2 separate regions of the Sus scrofa genome follow, and region 2 is linked to region 1. Evidence: chromatin contacts called from public HiChIP or PLAC-seq data. All regions are on one chromosome and are shown on one strand. Each heading gives the region's core, a stretch centred on a gene start, on an enhancer-like site or on the middle of the called end of the contact. The rest is flanking DNA. Distances are from core to core; before and after follow the strand shown. Region 1 has its middle 93 kb from the start of FAM43A. Region 2 overlaps XXYLT1 (xyloside xylosyltransferase 1).

What was found. HiChIP or PLAC-seq counts read pairs in DNA pulled down with a chosen protein or histone mark.
Region 2: a contact with region 1 is called in an H3K27ac HiChIP or PLAC-seq map of skeletal muscle. The contact joins two enhancer-like sites. A contact is called at or near these places in 2 of 47 Hi-C or Micro-C datasets (embryonic fibroblasts and heart right ventricle) and 1 of 2 datasets of contacts at active chromatin or transcription factors (skeletal muscle).

Annotation. Positions count from the first base shown.
Region 1 is chr13:131,753,385-131,758,420 of Sscrofa11.1, forward strand. No RefSeq gene overlaps it. Among named protein-coding and RNA genes, the nearest start is that of FAM43A, 93 kb to the left of the region's middle. Within about 2 kb of position 3,122, at least 3 of the 83 cell types and tissues checked have an H3K27ac peak or open chromatin away from gene starts, as enhancers often do. A contact at or near this core is called in skeletal muscle, where this site is marked.
Region 2 is chr13:132,108,510-132,113,471 of Sscrofa11.1, forward strand. The region is part of intron 3 of XXYLT1 (xyloside xylosyltransferase 1); the gene reads right to left. Among named protein-coding and RNA genes, the nearest start is that of XXYLT1, 160 kb to the right of the region's middle. Within about 2 kb of position 1,737, at least 9 of the 83 cell types and tissues checked have an H3K27ac peak or open chromatin away from gene starts, as enhancers often do. A contact at or near this core is called in skeletal muscle, where this site is marked.

The sequences.
Region 1 (5,036 bases), core at 1,872-4,371:
GGTCCCAGCACCTGTGCCTGCCCCACGAGGAGTATTGACAGGTGGGCAGACGCTGCTGCTCCCCTCCTTCCATGCCTCCTCCCCCTGTGCTTTCTCGTGTTCCCCTTCATGTTCTCCCTGCACCCCCACTCTAGCTGGAGATGCCAGCACTGCCTTGATGCAGATGAGTCTCCCCTTCTGCCCACTCCTTGACCCCAGGGTGTTTTTTGTTGTTGTTGTTGTTTTTTTTTAATCATCAACTGTTAAGTGGTCTGGGAATGTCTTGAAAGCAAGGACTTAGAATTTGCCTGAGGTCCTTGGTAATAACTTATGGTAGGTCTTAATACACTCTGGTTGTGTGAATTCATGCATGCACACAAGCATAAATGTGTGCTAAAAATCAATACATATACGTGTATGTTCTATACATATTCCCCACGGTGCCTGCTTGCCACAGGGAGGCCATAGGCCCACACTCAGCCTGTGTGCTTGCCAAGGTCTTTCCACGGGCCTCTGGCCGCCCTCTGTGCCATTCGCCCACGTACTGGAAAGAAGCCATCCGTGGACACAGGGCCTGGCCCAGCCACGTTTCCTGGATACATCTGTTCTGGTTTAGGAAAGATCACAGGTGGTTTTTGAATTCTGGAATGCAAGTGCTTCTGACATATGGTTAAAGGGAAGGAAGTTCGCCATCACGATATGGAATTTATGCTCCACGAGGCTCACTTTTTCTTTCAACACTAAATGGCTTCTGGGAAGATAACAGGAAGAGGCGTCTTTCCAGGGCTCATCCTCTTTCCCAGTTTGCTCACGAAACATATGGCAGAAGCAGTGACTCAATTTCAACTTGCAGTGTTATTTCCTAGTTTATAAGAGCTGTAAAAGAATGTCCAGCAAAGCAGGCAGGCTAATATTTTCAAGCTTCCAACTCTTGTTTCTCCTAACAAATGTTAGGGCATATTGCAAAAACATTTTTTAAAAGCCAAATTCAGCATATTTTATTTAAATATATCCAAAATTTTTCTAACACACAAATTGCTCTCTTTAAGCCAAAAAACTTCTTAATTCCAGACAAAAATAGTAAGCACAGGGATGATAGCTATCGTGGGATATTGGATTTTTTAAATCTTAACGTGGAAGACTTTGGTTGAGAAAAGAGACACTTTCCTTTCTGTCTGTGAAGGTCATTGAGAGGAGCCATGTATATGCCTGGATACCCCACCACCACACCCACACCCCCCACTACACACACACACACACACACACACACACCACACTGTACAATGGCATGTAAGATATTTGAACTTGAGCCAGGTCAGCACAGGGTGAATTTCTTAGAGAGTTCAGGCCACTGGCTCAAGATACACTGGTGCTACTGAGGCCACTTGAGTCCCCCACTCCATTCTACTCCCTGCTTTGTGTGGCCATGGAACCCTGACACTGGCCAGCCACCCTGCAGCACAGAATGTTCCCAGGCCCTGAGGTTGCCGTGTTCCTGCCTCTGGCCTGACTGCTCGAATGACCAGGCAAGATTCTCTCCCTTGGAAAAGAAGGATGGAAGCCCAATGAGATTACAATTTTCTGTCTCAGAAGGGCATCTGGGAACAGATGTTCCTAGAACTGTGAGATCTTTCTGGCATTTTTTTTTTTTTTTTTTGCAACATGGCGATTTGCTATTTTGTGGAGTTCAAAATGATCACCAAGGGAGGTCTAGTTATGACCTGTCATCCTACAGAGTATAATCATGCCAATGGTTTCTGAGGTCCTGACCAGTGACAATCTTTAGGCCTCAGAGCCTGAGTGTTTGCATGGAGACAGGTGGATAAAAGATGGTGGGGGCAGGAGCCGGGCTGGAGGAGGACAGAATCTCAGGGGTAAAGTGGCTGCATCAAGAGGAAAGGAAATCAAGATGAAGCTCCAGGGCTTGTCTGAGGAGGCAAGAACAGGGAGCCTGGTCCCCCCTCAGAAGGGAGCTGGGGGAGTCCCAAGTGACCACAGAGAGGGAGGGAAGGACAGAGGGAGAGAAGAAGGAAGGAAGCGGTGGAAGGTCTTTCTAGTTCCTACTTCTCCTCCTGTCTGGAATGTGCTGGAACAATCTGTCAGAACCCAGGCCTTCCTGACACTGGCTAAATCCTATAGCTGCGACCCTTGACTGGGGATGTAGAACCAACAGGTAACGTGTCAACAGAGGCCCACTCTTCAGCGGAGATGATGTCATCAAGATGGGCGCTTATGCATCACGGCAGTTTTGCCAGAGTCATAACAGATGCCAGGCAGGGGAACACCCAGCTCCTATTTCGTTCACGTTCGAAATGAAGTTCCATCAGGAGCAGCTGGAGGAAGGGGGATCCTGGGATGAAGAAGTCTAAATGGAGGCACGGGGGAGCTCCCATTGTGGCGCAGCAAAAATGAATCCAACTGGTAACCACGAGGTTGTGGGTTCGATCCCGGCCTCTCTCAGAGGGTTGGGGATCCGGCGTTGCTGTGAGCTGTGGTGGAGGTCAAAGAAGCAGCTTGGATCCCGTGTTGCTGTGGCTATGGTGTAGGCCGGCAGCTGTAGCTCCAATTCAACCCCTGGCCTGGGAACCTCCATATGCCATGGGTGCATCCTTAAAAAAAAAAAAAGAAAAAAAATCAAATCAAATCAATCAATCAATCAATCAATAAAGGGAGACATGGGAACTATCTTCAGATAGCTGAATGGCCATCCTCCGTGTGGTCCAGAAGCAGGCTTACTCCTTGAGAGCCCAGAGAGAGAGAGAAGGTGGTGTGTTTTTTAAGTCCCTAAAAGCAAGAATCATGGTACAGGCTGCTGGGGAGGTGGTGAGTTCCCCGTGCTGGGAGATTCAAGCAGAGGCTGTGGCAATATTGTCAGGATCCTCCCAGTCTTTGCTGTTAATTAGCCGGTGTGATCGTTCCTACCGGCGAGAGTTGAAGCCCAATCCGGCCTCCTATGCTGTCTCTTTGTGTTGTTTAGACAGGGTTCCCAAGACTCTCAAGGATGGACTGTCTGCACTGTTCTCCTTCTGTGTCCCTATCTACCTATGACCTTAGCTCACTAAAAGTGACCGGGGCCCGCACGGTGCTGAGTTACAACCCAACATCCTGGCTTTGACCATATGAGAAAGATATAAATAGCTTTATATCTAATGAGAAATGCAGGGCTTACCAAGGTTATGTAATTAGTTGGTAAGTGGAAGTCTGGTCCAGGTTCCCAGCACAAGGCCCTGTCGATTTTTAAAGGCACACTTAGGTATGTAAATAATCAATCCCCTTAATTTAATCTGTTTGTAAACCAAGTTTTTGAATACATTCCTTAAAATGGTGTTTAGGGAGCTATGATTTCACCCCCAGCTCCACCCACAGAATTCTGGGTTTCCTACATTCTTCTCTTTCATCCCAAGACACATAGCTTAAGGATTACCACACTGTGGGGAGTTGTAATACCTGATAATTGCTTGTTTGATTTTGTAATCCACCCTCCCCCTCCTTCCTAAAAAGACTTTCTGGAGGAGAAGGAGATGTGCAGGTGCACAGCAAGCAAACGAAACCACATTTTGTTTCCACACATTCTGTCCGATATGGGGGGACAACAAGATGTTCTGGGTGGTCTTGGGGCAGGAATCGGGAAGGAATGCAAATTAGACACGTGAGAGGTGCTGGGAGAAGCCTAGAAGCTGTGCCCCTGAGTCACTGCCTGACCCTGTGGTCAGGTTCCCTCTTGGGCGTCCATGCTCTCACGGATAAAACCAGAAAATGGGATAGTTGGGCACACAGGTCGGATCCTTCACCTTTGGTTTAAAAGCGGTCGTTCTCTGTGACCAGGGAGGTGGCGGTGTCTACTCCCCACACACCTGGGGGTGTGTCCTTGGGCGCCTCACACTGGCCAGGTGGGAAACTCCCACCACAGTTTCCATGACCCACTTCTCCAAGGAACCTTTCAGGAAAGGCTTTCAAAGAGTCAGAATTCTCTGTAGCTTCCTCCTTTAAACAGGTCTCCTACTTCATCCCTGGGGAAGAATCCATGACACATGGATGAAGAGGGAGGCGGGATTATTTCCTGAGGAGAAAATTAAATGGGGCAGGGTGCTGGGGGAAATGGAGTCTTTCTCAAACAGTGCGTGGAGGAGGGGATGTAGCCATGTCCCCTGAAATCCGATGTGTTTTGATCCATGGAGGGGTATAGCTCAGGGTGCTGAACACACAGGCACTGAGGGCAAGAGACTTTTCATTACAAAGCTGATTACTTTATGGGAAATTCACCCTTAAGAATAATACCTCAAGGAAGACGTTCCCATGGCTCTGAACCCCACTAATATCCATGAGGAAGCAGGTTCGTACCCTGCCCCCACCCCCGTTGGTTAAGGATCTGGTGCTGCCATGAGCTGTGGTGTAGGTTGCAGACTCAGCTCGGATCCTGTGTTGCTGTGTGGCTGTGGTGTAGGCCGGCGGCTACAGCTCCAAATCAAACCCTAGCCTGGGAACCTCCATATGCTGCAGGTGCAGCCCTGGGGAAAAAAAAAAAAAGAGCAAATTTACCTATATGGTAAAGGTTTTATTTAATTCCAATAACTGAAAGTTGGGTTTTGATTAATTTGGGATACACTAGAGTTATATCAATAAATGAAGTTTTAAGTTCATTTGGAATCCAAAAGACCGAAAAGTTCAAACAACCTCATTTTCTTTTAGATATTGCTACACCAGAAAGAGCCAAGGAGGTAGCCTAAATCACTATTCTTTTTCTTTAAAACAAACATATTCTATAATATGTCACGGAGATTTAAATGAAACTTCTAACTTGCCGTAAGAGATTTAATGCTCATGTTAATGCATATAAGGAAATACAGAATCCTAAGTGTTTAAGTTTAGCCTAAATATTGTTTTAATAAGATTTTTAAATGGTTTAATAACAAAGATAGTAAGTGCTTAATATATGTAAACAAGTACTAAACAGTATTCTAAGCACATTGGTTATGACATTTATTTTTAGTGGCAAGTTTCTCACAATTTTTAATGTAAATATCTTCTGGAAAACTTTGAGTAAAATTTGCCTACCA
Region 2 (4,962 bases), core at 487-2,986, 350 kb after region 1:
AATGGAAATGAGAACTGCAGTAGTCCTTTTGGAACACAGTCTGGAAATATCTATCAAAAATAAAAACACTCCACCCTTCAGCTCAGCACTCTTACTCCTGGGAATCTACCTCTGGGAAATAAAAGCAGTAGTCCATAAGGATATACAGACATACACGAGGAAGTTTATGGAAGCAGTCTATGGATGTTTATGGAGGTAGTTATTGTAAATTTAAAAACTGGAGACAAAGTGAATGCCCGTCAACATAAGAATGGTTTAATAAAATAAAGACCATCCGCTCTAAAGAATAAAAAAATGAAGTAAGTGGTATACCAGCTGGCTTGGAGGGATTTTCTATAAAGTACTGATGAATAAGAAAAGCAGTGTGCAGTGACTGTGATTAATATCCCATTTTTAGAAAACAATTACTTAAAAAAATCTTAACACATATGTGTTGGTGTGTGTAACTATATAATTTTGATAAGCATAGGTAAAAGTCTGGAAAGATTCTGTGGTTGCCAAGGGGGAAGGGGAGGGAGTGGGGTGGATTGGGAGCTTGGGGTTAATAGACGCAGATTATTGCCTTTGGAATGGATGAGCAATGAGATCCTGCTGTGCAGCACTGAGAGCTATGTCTGGTCACTTATGATGGAGCATGATAAATGTGAGAAAAAACAATGTATACATGTATGTGTAACTGGGTCGCCATGCTGAACATTAGGAAAAAAAAGAATGTATTGGGGAAATAAAAATAAAATAAAATGAGTTATTTGGTGTGGAGCTCAGACAGGGAGACAAAGGGAACAGAGAAAACAAAACTGGAGCATCTCTCCTCTGTCCGTCTGTCTGTCCACGTGTGTTTGTCTCTCTCACGCTCTCTCTCTCTCTCTGTCTCTCTCTCTCACACACACACACACACACACACACACACACACACACACACACACACACGTTCCTGCACTGAAGAATGATGAATCATGAAAAGGTCACAATCTGGGGAGTCCTTGCCCCCCTCCATCCATACTTCCAACTCACAAGGCTGCTGGAAGGGCAGCCCCGCCCTTCCGCCACGCTGCTCTTTCCAGCAAACTTCTCCCACGGTCTGCAAGGTGAGAATGTGGAAATGAGCTGTAACATATCCTCTCCTCTCTCAAGACCCCACCAGGAGAGCCAGCAATCAGGACAGCCCAGCCGTGCGCCAACTCAGCTCATCGTCTCTATAGAAACCACTCATAGGCCCTTGTGGTCACCACCACCGCTACCGCCCCCACCACCCGCTCCGCACCCAGAGAAATAAGGCTAAGACCAAAAGCACGGGTCCCTCATAGGGAGAGAGGTCGGTGGCCTCCTTTGTCCCTGATCCTCTTCAGCCATTGGAGTGCCTCCAGAGCCCTGTCCTGGGTCGACTTGGTCCTTGAGGGCAGCTTGGTTCTAAAGGACACCGTGGACGGTGCCATCACAGGCCAATAGGTGTAAAGGGAAATGGTTATCTCATTCACCACTTAGGGCTGGAGCTGCCGTTCCCTGAAGCCCACGTCATAGCCTCCTCCTCAGAGGAACAGGAATTTCCAGGGAGAGAAAATGCACGCTGCCCCGGATCACATACTCTCTTTTTTTTTTTTTTTCTTTCTGAAAACTCCGAGTAGTGAGGTCTTTTTCACATGGTGCTGAACCTCACCGCATCCAAGCATCCACTCTCTGCTCAAAGCCCTGCCCCCTGGAGCCACAAGGAACAAGCGTATTTCCTCTGACATGAAGACAGGGATCGTGCCCCCACGGGCTCTCTCTTATCTTGACTAAACAGCCCCAGTTCCTCAGACTGGTGTTGAGTATGCGTCTCAGGAATTTCCTGATGGCAGGTCAAGCCGTTACTCTTCCAGAGAAGCCTGGGGATTTGGAGAGGATGCAGGCAAAGACCCTCCACGTCCAAATGGCGGTGTCCACGCTCAGCCCCAGATGCCCCCTGCTGAGCTCGTCTGGCCTTGACTTACACAGGGAAGGCTGCGCAGATTAAACCAGGCGTGGAAGCAGCAGGAGGCACAGGAAGAGGTGATTAAAGCGTGTGGCCCCGGAGAAGGCCCAGGAGCACCTTGGCTCCTTACAGCCCCCTGCTGCAGGGCTGGGGGTCCCTGGGCCGCCATGGGGGAAATGCACCAGCTCAGAATGAGAGAGTCCTGGGCCCAGGGTTTGAGAGCCTCAAAGACAACAGTGGGTCCACAGTGTTTTAGGATTCCCCAGGAAGCGGAGGCCATAGGCCTTCCAAATTTAGTTTCTTGAAGGCGGCATCTTAGTAGGGTTCTAAGAGCACTGCGTTCATCGGGCTCCGCTAGTTACTAGCTGAGCAATATCCCTGCTTCGAACCTCAATTCTACCTTTGATAAAATAGAGGTGATTCCTGTATAATGAAACAATAAAGGAAATTACTATGTACACTGTGTTGCTATATAAATAAATATGACTTTATTATCCCTGCTGAGGATAGGCTGTCGAAGGCATTCAGAAAGAGACGGGGTAGCTGGTAACTAGTACGAAACTAAGGGGACCGACTGGGTGATAATATGGAGCCACTTTTCCCAATGAGAGGAAAGACTGCATTAGATGGAAACCGAGTGAGCATTAAAGGTGATTCCAAGTGCAAGAGCGACCCCAGGCCAGACCCCGTATGGAGGAGAAGCCCAACACCGCGAGACTACGGTCTAAGACATTCCACAGCTGGCAGTGGGATGCTCCCAAGGGAGAAGGGGGCCGTCCCGCTCCCCCGGAACAATGCTGAGTCTCCTGAATGCCTCTTTTGTTCCATGCAGCACAAAAATCGCAAACATTTTTTAACTACCCTGTGTTTTTGTAGCTGTTTGTTCTTTTCTCAAAGGTCCTAAGATCACAGAAAAGCTTCCAAGAACAATAGCTGGTAACCTGCGCTGTGCAGTTGAAACAACAAGGCTGAGGGTTTCTGGCTGAAGGAGGGAAAGGCGGGCAGGAGGGTCTGGGCCGGGGTTGGGGGGGGCGCCCCCAGCACTGTCCCCGTGCTCCCCCTGGAGGGAAGACCCCACTGGCTCTGCAGGATTCCTGCGGGATGACTGGGGCACAGCTGCCCTTTCTCCAGATCGGATTCCAGTCAAAACTCACGTGGTCTCTCTTTGCTCTCTGCAAATGAAAAGCTTAGGTTTCTACCCTGTTTGCTAAGGCCTCCATCAAGGCCCCAGGAAGGGGACCATGTGCTCAAAGAAGAGAAGAGCTGAGATGTCCAGCAAGGGCCCCACCTCTCCTGCACTGCTGCTGTTGCTTCCCAACCTCGTGGGGTGTCCTCTTTCCAAACACCACTGGCGCCCCTCTGCTGCCCAGATGCCCCCCATGGACCACAGAGGATAGCCGGGTAAAGAGCCTCAGACCGTGCCTAGAATCCTGGCGCCACCACCTCCTGGCTCGGAGGCTGACCATGAGCGAGCGTGTCAACAATCTGTGCCTCTGCTGTACAGCAGAAATTGACAGAACCTTGTAAATCGACTATAATAGAAAAAGTAAAAATCATAAAAAAATCAGGTTGTGATGATATCTGCACAACTCTACAGATATATTTTAAAATACTGAATTGTATCTGAAATGGATGAATTGTATGGTATGTGAATGAAAGCTTCAACAAAGCTGCTTTTTATCCCCCACAAAAAAATCTGCCTCAGCGTTCTCATCTGGAAAATGGGGGTAATGTCAATAATGATTTTTATAAAATTGCCATGAGGATTAACGAAGGTTCCACATAAAGTGCTTAGCACAGTGCCTGGCACAGTATGCGCCCTAATAAACATTTCCATCAGCAGTGGCAGGTTGAGTACAAGAATCGCTCCATTGCTGTTATGCTCTCATGATATTATTACCATTGTCGGCATTACTATCACCCCTTTGGCGTTCTCTTCAGATGAGTCCAGGTCCATGAAAAATGCTCCAATGTTGCTCAAAAGCAAAAGCTCAGCACCTGTTTCCATTATTCTAATTTCACTTGAGACGTCCCTTCTCTGTGGCTCAGTCACTGAGTATCCACTATGCCGGATCCTGGAGGGAAGAAGCTCTGAGCCAGCATAGTTCCTGCACCCCGTGCCCCTCCCTCACCTGAGCTTCCGTGGAGCCAGGACCCCAGGACCTGTTTCCCGGAACCCTCACCTGCCACAGGGCCTGGCAATGCACCCTGTTCTGTGCTCACTGACAGGACTGTGTGAGTTGTGGCTTGGAGGTGGTCAAGGTTGGAGCGGGAGAGGAGGGGCATGGGCTAGGTCTGGCTGCCTCTGCCGCCTCCTTGAATCCCTCTCGGCAGTTCAAACACCTGCACCCACAGCATCCTTAACTCAGCTGACACACTGCCCTTGGAGACACTGCACTTACTCAAAGCCTCACTGAGCTTCCTGGGGGCCTTGGAGTCACCCAGGGGGTCTGAAGCTGCCAAGCCAGCCAGGCGTCTGTCTGTCTTCCCACCTGAGATGTGGTCAGCCCTCCCCTCAGGCCAACCAGGCCCAGTCTTGGGGGCAGCTCCCTAAATCTTCCAGGCAGAAACTTGGCCAAGTACTGTCCCAGATTAAAATTCCAAAAAAAAAAAAAAAAAAAAAAAGTTAGGAGAGAAGGGGCTCCCTCTAGTGCAGAGAGGAAGTAAAGGAAGTCTGGGTCCCTATGTGGAAGGGGTGCAGAGAGGCCCCGGGAGCCCTGGCTCATGCCAGCTCTGCTCTGCCCGCAGAGCACAGCCCCTCTGGGCATGCGTCCCTCTGCTGAACAGCCCCTGCCAACTCTGCCAGCTCCTCCCTCCACCTCACTATAAAATCCCCATCGGCCACAACAGAGCACTCTCTGCTCCCCACACCTGCTCTCTACTTTCTAACCATTAGGGCTTGGGCTGAGACACGCTGGCCCTACCCTGGAAAAGGACATCCCAAACTAGAAAGGCTGAAGGCCTGTAGCTGAAACAACAGGAAAAACATGGAGAGGGCATCCAGCAGCCTG